Linked DNA regions of Sus scrofa: region 1 is linked to region 2. A link is a contact called in public Hi-C data. All regions are on one chromosome and are shown on one strand. Each heading gives the region's core, a stretch centred on a gene start, on an enhancer-like site or on the middle of the called end of the contact. The rest is flanking DNA. Distances are from core to core; before and after follow the strand shown.

Region 1 (4,538 bases), core at 1,886-4,385, 74 kb before region 2:
CCAGGTGGGTGAATGTGCGGGGTGAGGCATGGTCGGGTGCAGTCTGTCTGCCTCCGTGCTCACCCCTGCCTTGCTCCCCCTTGCCAGGCCCCAGCTGGATGGCTACCTTTGACCCAGTGCCTATGGACACCCCCACCGGCCCCCAAGACTGCAGGGAGAAGGAGCCACACTCTGGGCCCCCCACCCCGCAGGGCCCCTGCAGTGTGCCCCTGGACCTCCCTGTCCTGAGCCTGGCTGGCCCTGCGGCCCCCAACGCCCTGCAGCTCAGGTGAGGCCTGGAGGCCGGTGCCCAGGGCTTGGTGGCCTTAAGCTCCACTGCCAACCCCAGCCATCCCTCGGGCTCCTTTTCTTGCCTCCTAGGTCTCAGGATCCCACGCCCCCCTCAGCACCTCAGGAAGCCACAGATGGCAGCAAAGTAGCGGAGCCCTTGGGTGAGCCACTCTCTGCCCACCTCACCGTGCCCACCCCACCCTGGGCCTCCCACTGTTGACCTCTGGCCTGTCCACAATGGGTCTGAGGAGCAAGACGGGTGTGAAGCTCGCTAAAGGTCACATCTCCTGGCCCCTCTCCTCTGCACAGCCCCCTGCCAGGCCTTGGTCAGTGTCGGGGACCTTCAGGCCACACTCAGAGGGACGCATTCCGCCCCCAGCTCCTTGGACAGGTAACTGGTTAAGGACCAGCTGCTGGGGGGCCAAGTGGGAGAGGCAGGTGGAATCTGGGACTGGGGTCATCCCTGCCCAGAGCTGCTCCTGGGGGGCCTTGCGGGACCCCTCCCTCCAGGTCTGCACCACTGCCTCAGGGCCTCGTGGCAGCTGAAGGTCTGGGCTGTCTTTGCCCACTTATGGTCGTAAGAGAGGATCCTGGAGCCCAGGGTCACCTGCTCAGCCCTGGGGTGGGAAGGCTTCCGGTGGGATCAGAAGGGGGCCAGGGGTGTCCAGAGCTCGTGTCCCAGCTGACCTGAGCTGCTTCTCCCGGGTGGGCAGTTTCCAGGGGTCTTTGGGCGAGAGTGCCCGGGGGGCATCAGTGACAGTAGCCCTGTGGATCCCCACACAGTGCAACCAGAGACCCTGCTACCTCTGTCCCAGCCCCCGGGGCCCACCAGCCCCCCCAGACCATGGAAGGGCAGAAGAGCCCAGAACCCTCAGGGCTCCCACAAAGCCAGAGGTGAGCTGGTGCAGCCTCACAGGGCAGCCGGTGTTCTGGCAGGAAGGCACTGATCTCTCATGCTGTCCCTTTGCCCACAGTGCCCTGGCCCTTGAGCCGCTCCCGATGCCCAATGGCTCTGCTGCAGGAGGGCCGGTGTCCCCAGGCTCCCAGTGAGTGGTGGGGGCGGGGGCAGCAGGTGGGCTGGGGCTGGGTTGGCAGAGGCTTCCGGGTGGCGGGCTCCTCACACAGGTTTCCCTCTCGGTTCCCAGGTAACTGCCTGGCCCGGTGGTGGCGGCCACATCCTCCGTGCCCCACGTGGACCCTGCCCGGGTTGGGGCAGGGCTGGTCCCAAGGTGGCCCTGTTGCCCCATCCCCTCTTCCCCACCTAGGAGGCTGGACTCCCAGGAGGCCGGTGCCAGGGACAAAGGCCCCCTCCCCCAATTGCACTGAGAAAAGGAACTGCGGAGTTTTGTCTCCTAGAATAAAGATAGAGTTGAGTAGAGAGAAAGGAGAGTGAGAGAGAGACCTATATTATATATTATATATATATATATATATATATACATATATATATATCTCGAGGGAGGAGAGAGTGGGCAGGCGGAGAGCCAGGAGGAAGCAGGCCAGGGCTGGGGGCGGCGTGGACCTGCACCCTCCCACTGGGGCTACTGTGGTGAGGGGTCCTGAGGCTGCCACGCCCCCTCTTCCTGCCGGACCCCCACCCTCCGGTGCAGACGCCCACACCCACACTCGGCCTTTCAGCTCAGGTCCACCTTGGGGGAGGCCCGAGTGGGGGTCGTGCCTTTGCCCACCCCCATCGCCCCGGGCCCTGCACTTTGATCCAGGCTGGGGCTAGAATCCCTTCCGTCTGGCCCAGCCAGCTCTGTGGGAGCAGGGGGCCCTGTTCTCTGGGGGCCTCCCGGGGTACACCCCCAGGGCCCTGATGCACTCACCGAGTCCCCCTCCATCTCCACGGACCCTGGGGCGGGGGTCTGGCGGGGGTCTGGCTGGGCTCCCCCTCCTACTCCCGAGGGTCTGGGGTCCAGCCCAGCCGCCAAGTGACCTTGTCCCAGCTCCCTCTCCCCAGGCTGGGGTGCGTGTGCGTGTGTTCGTGCCGAGCTTCTGTTTCATATTGCAAATATAAACAAATAAAGGAAGACAGTTTAAGACTCCTGCTGCTCAGACCTCGGGTTCTGACCTATTCCCGTGCCGTGGCTCTGGGGTGGGACCCTTACAAGGAGGAGTCAGGTACCTTCTGCTCCGAGGAAGGGTTTCCTGGAGGAGGAGCTGAGCATTTCCCATACTCATGCGGCACCTGGTCCTGGGAGCCGTCCCCTGTCCAGACAGGCTGCAGAAGGCGGTGAGTGGGCTTCCACACCCCATCCCCCTTTGGCCCACCCCTGACCTGCCCTGCCGTGTGGCAGGAGCCACGTCCCCGAGCCCTCTCCCCTTGGAGCAGCCAGCTAGGCCAGACAGGTGGGTGCCCAGTGGGTCCAGTGCGAAGGTGAAGTACTGGCCGCCATGCAGGGGAAGCTTCACTGGCGCGCCGGCCGGCTGGCACCACCGCCAGCCCCAGCTCCTGTCACCGAGCAAGTGTTTGGTGGAGGAGGGAGGCTCAGACTGTCCCTTGGATCTGGCAGGGTGTCCTCCCCTCCCCTCCCCTGTTGCTCATGAAAGGGCAGGCGTCGGAATGTTGCAGATTTTGCACCCAGGTCCCTTCTGACTGGCCTGGCGCAGGGCAGTGGGAGAGGCGTGTACAGCCAGGGCCCTCTAGGCAGGGAGGAAGCGAGACAGAGGGAGTGGGGGAGGAGGGACCCCTGGGTGCCAGTGGGCACCGTATCAGCAGGTGCCAGGCAGGGCCGTCCCCAGGGCAGGAGCAGCATCTCCCTGGGCCCTGTTATCAGTCCCAGAGTCCACAGGACGCTCCTCGGGTTAACGAGTAACCACACACCATCTCCTCCACCCCCAAGCTACCCGTACCCACTTGCAGGCCGTTCTCAGGGGTCACAGGCTGACATGGACCCCGGGAAAGAGGGCCTGCCCCGAAAACCTCGCTTTTCAGCTCAAGTGAGAGCCGCCGCGTAGGGGTAGGGGGGTGGCAGGGCTGGGGCTGGGCTCTGTGGGGCTGGACATCCTGGTCCCTGGGCAGTGTGGCTCGGGTCCCTGGGTGGGCGTGGGGTGACAATCTTGACCCCCAAGGGCGGGGAGCTCACTGGGCGCGAGGCCAGGTGGTTCTGAAGCCTGGTCTCGGGCTGGGGGCAGGGCTGGTTTCTAGGGCTCAGCAGCCCCCTGGTCCCCTGAAGCAGCTGCACGTGGGCAAGTGGCTGAGCCCCTTCTTCTTCACCTGCGCCGTCTACTTCCTCCTCTGGATCCCCGACGACCAGCCGTCCTGGGTCGGCGCCCTGGTCAAGTGCCTGCCCGTCCTCTCCCTGGTGGTATTCCTGCGGGCCGTGGACGCCGGCGGGGGCTACAGCGCGCGGCTGCAGGGGGCCCTCCTGTGCTCAGCCGTGGGGGACGCCTGCCTCGTCTGGCCCGAGGCCTTTCTCCATGGTGAGAGGGGCCCTGTTGCATTGTCCCTTTCGGAGCCTGGACAGGGGTGGGTGTGGGGGGCAACCCCCAGAAGAGGGCCTGCCAGGGGCAGGAGCCAGTAGGCGTGAAAGGGCGCTGGGAGGCGGCAGTGAGGGAGACTTGCCAGCCCTCCACCCCACGGAGCTCTCCTCCCGTTGAGGGCACGGGCAGAGTGTCAGGGGTCGCAGTCTTGAGGACACGAGTCGAGGACAGCCTCGCCGAGAAGGTAACGTCTGGAAGGGGTGCAGGAACGGCCATGTGCCCTTCCAGGAAAGGCCCTTCCAGGCAGGGGACCCACACGAGCAGAGGCCCTGGGGCGGGAGTGTGCCTGGTGCGTAGAGCCCACTAGGGGCCAAACGGAGTAAGGGTGAGAGTCAGGGGGCTTTTTAAGGCCACGCTGACACCCACCACAGGAAGAAGGGACCACAAGGAGGCCTGCGTTGTAATGCAGGAGACGGGTAGTATGGCCGGGGCCGGGGTGGGGGCCGGGGGCTCGGCCCGAGGGCTGCTTGGCGAGGCGAGGCAGGGAAGCAGAAGGCTCACCCGGCCCTCCCACCCCTGTCTCCTCCAGGCGTGGCCGCCTTCGCCGCGGCCCACCTGCTCTACCTCTGGGCCTTTGGCCTGACGCCCCTGCAGCCCGGCCTCCTGCTCCTGGTCATCCTGGCCGCTCTCCCGTACTACGGCCTCCTGCTTTGGCACCTCCCGCCCGACCTGGTCCTGGCCCTGACGGCTTACTCCTTGGCCCTGGCCACCATGCTGTGGCGTGGCCTGGCCAGGGGCGGGAGCACCGGCTGGGGCGCGCTGCTCTTCACGCTTTCGGATAC
Region 2 (4,857 bases), core at 1,034-3,533:
TTTTTTTTTTCCTTTTTCTTTTTGGCTGCACCCAGGCCAGGGATCGAACTGAGCCAGTACCCCACGCCATGGCAGTGACGCCACATCCTTAACCCCTAGGCCACCGTGGAAATTTCCCTGAGCCCCATCGTCTACTCGAATTAAAATCAGACGGGCTGGCAACACTTTTGCAGCCCCGTCTCTTCCGGGTGGGCTCTGCCTCACCCTTCACAGCTCATGCATCACACAGCCTGCATCTCAGGATAAGCCGCTGGAGGGAAGGCTGGGGACGGTCTTGGGCTTTGCGGCTCCAAATCTGAAACCACTTGCCCAGGGCTCAGTGCCGGCTCCACCGCTTACAGCTGTGTCTTCTTAGGCACATTGTTCAACTCCTCTCAGGCTTTTCTCCTCATTGGTAAAATGAGGGCATGATAAAATCTACCTGGCAGAGCTGCCAAAGGTCAGTGAGATGACGATAACACCAGCAGCTCCCTCCGGAGGGCTCACAGAAGAGAGAGATATTGTTGTTACCATTATCTTGAAATTGAGCAACCCGGGAGTTCCCTTCATGGCTCAGAGGTGAAGAACCCGACTAGGATCCATGAGGATGCCGATTGGATCCCTGGCCTCATTCAGCGGGTCAAGGACTGGTGTTGCCGTGAGCTGTGGTGTAGGTCACAGACGTGGCTCGGATCTGGCGTGGCTGTGGCTGTGGTGTAGGCCAGTGGCTACATCTCCGATTAGACCCCTAGCCTGGGAACCTCCATATGCCGCAGGTGCAGCCCTAAAAGAAAATAAAAAGAAGAAGAGCAACCTGAGGTACAGAGAGGTTATGTAAACTTTCTAGAGTTGCACAGCTTACAAGTGAAAGAATGGGGATTTGAACCCTGGGCAGTCTGTGTTCTTTGTCACTGTTCTATAAAGGGGTATGATGGTCAATACATAACAAAAGGCTCTTCAGGAGCTAAAAGTCCATATTCTTAGCATTCGCTCCTTTCCGTGGTGTAATCTCCCACGTGGCTGATTTCAAATGACGGGTGTGAGGGCTCTGCACTCGCAGTCGGGGAAGGATGTGCAGAATTGGCTCTTGGAAGGTTCCCGCCTGCCACCAGCTACGCACTCTCCTTCCAACCACGTCATCACAGGTGCCGGGCATTAAGTAATGTTCCCTTTTCCTTTTTCCTCCTCTTCCCTTCCCCCACCACACATCCACTTGTAATTTGGATCCTTTTTTTTTTTTTTTTTTTTTGTCTTTTTGCCTTTTCTAGGGCTGCTCCCGCGGCATATGGAGGTTCCCAGGCTAGGGGTCGAATCAGAGCTGCAGCCGCCAGCCTACACCACAGCCACAGCAACTTGGGATCCTAGCTGCATCTGAAACATACACCACAGCTCACAGCAATGCTGGATCCTTAACCCACTGAGAAAGGCTGGGGATCAAACCTGCGTTCTCATGGATCCTAGTTGGATTCATTAACTGCTGAGCCATAAGGGGAACTCCCATTTCCTATTTTTCTGTTTCACCACTATGTCCAACCTCAATATCACCTCATATTCCAAAGTGGCTGCTGGTGCTCCAGCCATCACAGCCAAGCAGCAGAAAGAAATTGCAAGGGAAGAACCACACAGGCTTACCTGGAATCTCTACCCAATGACCCATTTTGATCTCATTGGCCAGCCTACCTGCAAGGGAGTTACTGGGAAGAGTAGCTTTTTAAACTGAGTCTGCTGCAAAAAATTCTGAATTTAAGGAAGAAAGAAGGGATATTGGGTGGGCAACCAGCCACCTGTTTCACAGTTTTATTTCTATGTTTCTCTGGAGAGGGAAACAGGATCCCAGGGGGAGTCGCTTGGTTGTAGTCACAAACCAGGGAATTCCAGAGCCGGTGTTTGAACCAAGGCTTTCTGACTCCAGGACTTGGGCCGTTAACCAAGGAAAGGAAGGAGGTGGGCAGAGACCTAAAAACCCTGTGCTGCAAAATGTCACAATATTTGAGTACTGTGTCTTCAAATATTGACAAACTGGCACCGGCACACACGGCCTCTGTGTGGCTTTGGAGGGATCTTTCAGCCTTTCTGGGCCCGGCGCATGGCCTGGCTCCCTTCCATGACAGCCCTTCTGCCCTGCCAGGGAGAAGGCCCAGGAACTGTCGGATTGGATCCACCAGCTGGAGTCGGAGAAGTTTGACCTGATGGCGAAGCTGAAGCAGCAGAAATACGAGGTGAGATCCATCTCTGGGCAGGCGCAGGCCGGGTGGGAGACGGGGGCGGGGCGGGTGGGCGGGGTTGTGAGGAGTGGGCGGGAGCGGGCCGGCATGTCCCTCCGGCTCTGCGAGCGTCTCCCTCCCGTCTCCCCACCAGATCAACGTGCTGTACAACCGCATCAGCCACGCCCAGAAGTTGTAAGTGTGAACGCGCACCGAGGCCCCCCCCGCGCCGCCTCTCGGGCCTCTCTTTCCTTCCTTCCCGCTGCCCCTCACTCCGCACCCCCCTTCTTGGGGTCTCTGTCTTGGCCCCTCTTTCTCTGGGACGCCCTCGTTATTTGTCCGTCTCTCTTCTGGGGTCTCCATCCCTGTTCCTCCGTCCTTCTAAATCACTGGCTCTGGGACAGGGGCTGATCCTGTCCCCACCCCAGGGGACACCGGGGGAGGGGGGAGCTCCAGGGAGCTGGTGGGTGGAGCCCTGGGCTGCCGCTCAACGTCCTACTCTACCCAGGACGCCCCCGCCTCAGAGAAGGGTCCGGCCCCCAAATGTCACTAGCGCCGAGGCGGAGCAGCCCGTCTCGTTCTCTGTCCCTTGCTCTGTCTCCCGCTTTGCTTCCCGCCCACCTTCCTTCCCTTCCGCCTTCTGTGCTTCTCTCTTTGCTTCATTTCCAACTTTCTGCCTCGTTCACCCCAACCCTCCCGGCCTCCCTGCACGCGGTCCTTCCTTTCCCTTCCTTGGCCCAGCCTGGTGCCCCCAAACATGTATCAGCACCCACGGGGACATCCTGAACTCACCCACCGATAGCAGCTCCCGCCCCATCTGTTCACCGCTCCACCCCAGGCAGGGACCCCAACCACAAGGCACTTGCGGGGAGGGGCAGGCGGGCGTTTGGGAGGGGGGGACTTCCCGAATCGAGGGCAGGGGCCCCGACTCCGAGGAGGTCCTCCTGCCTGATACCCCTCCTCCTCCTCCAGCCGGAAGGGGGCCGGGAAAGGCCGCGTCGGAGGCCGCTGGAAGTGAGCAGGTGGGCGCTCGCCCACCCTGAGCACCGAGGAGCCGCCGTTGCAGTGTGTGTCCCACCTGGGGCTTGAAATAAATGCTCCACTCCTGGCACCTGCTGAGTTCCTTGCCTCTTCTTAATGCGCGGGCCCCCCAGTCAAGGGCGGGGCCGCCGCTCTCGGGCGATGCTTCCCCGCAGTGGGAACACACACAGGGGCTGGGGACCTAACGTGGTGTCGCCTCTGTGGAAGGCCGTCTGGGAGTTCCTCAAAAAGTTAAACGTAGAGAGACCGCAGAACCCAGCCACCCACGAGAACTGAGATTATGTCCTCCCGAAACCTAACCTTGGCAGCAGCATCAGTGCCAGAGCCAAGAAGTGGAAAGAACCCACAAGCCCGTCCATGGATGAAGGGCTACAAAGCACCGCAGCTCAGTCTCCAAATCGTGCTGAATGACGGCAGCTGGACACACAAGGCCACGCACCAGGTGATTCCCACGATGGGAAATGTCCAGATGGCAAATCCCTAGAGACAGGAAGGAGTGGCTTGGGGGGATGGGAGGTGATAGCTAGAAGGAATTGTGTTTCTTTTGGGGGTGGTGAAATGTTCTGGAATCAGCGAATAGTAATGCCTGCACAACTTTGTGAACGGGCTGAAAATCCCCACTGAATTACACACTTCGAAACGGCAGGTTTTTCGCTATGGGAACGCAAAACCCAGCCAGACTAAAACATGTCCAGTTCGTCCATGGGAGGGGCCGCTCAGTGACAAATTAATGTCAAATTTTAGTGTGCAGAGTCACAAGTAGGTCAGCCATGGGATGTCTTTCATAGTATGAGTCTCTTAAGTGTAAAATTTCTTTTTTTTCCCCCTGGGGCTCGGGGGGGGTGGGCAGCAGCAGAGGCGGTATTCCTGGTGATGGCTCAGCGGTTAACTAACACACCCAGCATCCATGAGTGCGAGGGTTCGATCCCTGGCCTCCCTCAGTGGGTTAAGGATCTGGTGTTGCCATGAGCTGTGATGTAGGTCGCAGGTGTGGCTCAGATCTGAGTTGCTGTGGCTGTGGTGTAGTGTAGGCCAGTGGCTACAGCTCCGACTGGACCCCTAGCCTGGGAACCTCCATGTGCTGTGGGTGCAGCCCTTAAAAAAAAAAAAAAAAGATTCAGGCCCTCAGGAAACTCCAGGTCAGATAGAGGAGACACCCCTGGACACTGTCCCAGTTGAATCAGAAGGTACCCAGGAGAGAGTGAAGACTCTGCCTTGAATAGTCAGTGTGGTTCTTCTGGAAGAGGGGGCATTTGCGTTGGGGTTTTGAAGAATGAGTAGGAGGTTAGGAGTTGGAGAAGCATGTTGCAGGCAGCCATCTACAGTCACTCATTCAACAAATATGTCCCAAGGCCTTCTGGGCCAAGTCTTGTGCTGGGAGATGCCAGGGACACAGACCTGAAGCAGACCCAAGTTTGGCCATCAGGAAACTTATAGTCCAATGTGGGAGACAGACACAGTCACCACAGTGTGATCTGAGCTCTAATAGAGGGGGTCCAGTTGTGGGAACACAGCTCTGGCTGGAAGGAATGGGGAGTCAGAGTTTTCCAAGCAGAAGTCCTGCACTAACATGTTTATTTATATATTAAACATCTCTTGGAGTTCCTACTGTGGTGCAGTGGGTTAAGAACCT

What was found. A called contact is a pair of places that touch in the nucleus more often than the background predicts.
Region 1: a contact with region 2 is called in a Hi-C map of liver, with 5 times the contacts expected there. The contact joins the promoter of TMEM86B here to the enhancer-like site in region 2. A contact is called at or near these places in 1 of 5 promoter capture datasets (fetal liver) and 3 of 47 Hi-C or Micro-C datasets (embryonic fibroblasts, liver and skeletal muscle).

What each region holds. Positions count from the first base shown.
Region 1 is chr6:59,424,683-59,429,220 of Sscrofa11.1, reverse strand. TMEM86B (transmembrane protein 86B) reads left to right here and starts at 3,135. Exons shown (of 3, transcript NM_001243276.1): 1 at 3,135-3,213; 2 at 3,450-3,696; 3 at 4,286-4,538. The coding sequence starts at 3,163. It overlaps PPP6R1 (serine/threonine-protein phosphatase 6 regulatory subunit 1), which reads left to right. Exons shown (of 24, transcript XM_021094995.1): 19 at 1-4; 20 at 88-268; 21 at 361-431; 22 at 580-661; 23 at 1,054-1,164; 24 at 1,245-1,320. The coding sequence ends at 1,320.
Region 2 is chr6:59,349,882-59,354,738 of Sscrofa11.1, reverse strand. TNNT1 (troponin T1, slow skeletal type) reads left to right here. Exons shown (of 13, transcript NM_213748.2): 11 at 2,108-2,198; 12 at 2,338-2,378; 13 at 3,156-3,263. The coding sequence ends at 3,201. Among named protein-coding and RNA genes, the nearest start is that of PPP1R12C, 5.1 kb to the right of the region's middle. Within about 2 kb of position 2,283, at least 17 of the 83 cell types and tissues checked have an H3K27ac peak or open chromatin away from gene starts, as enhancers often do. A contact at or near this core is called in fetal liver, liver and skeletal muscle, where this site is marked.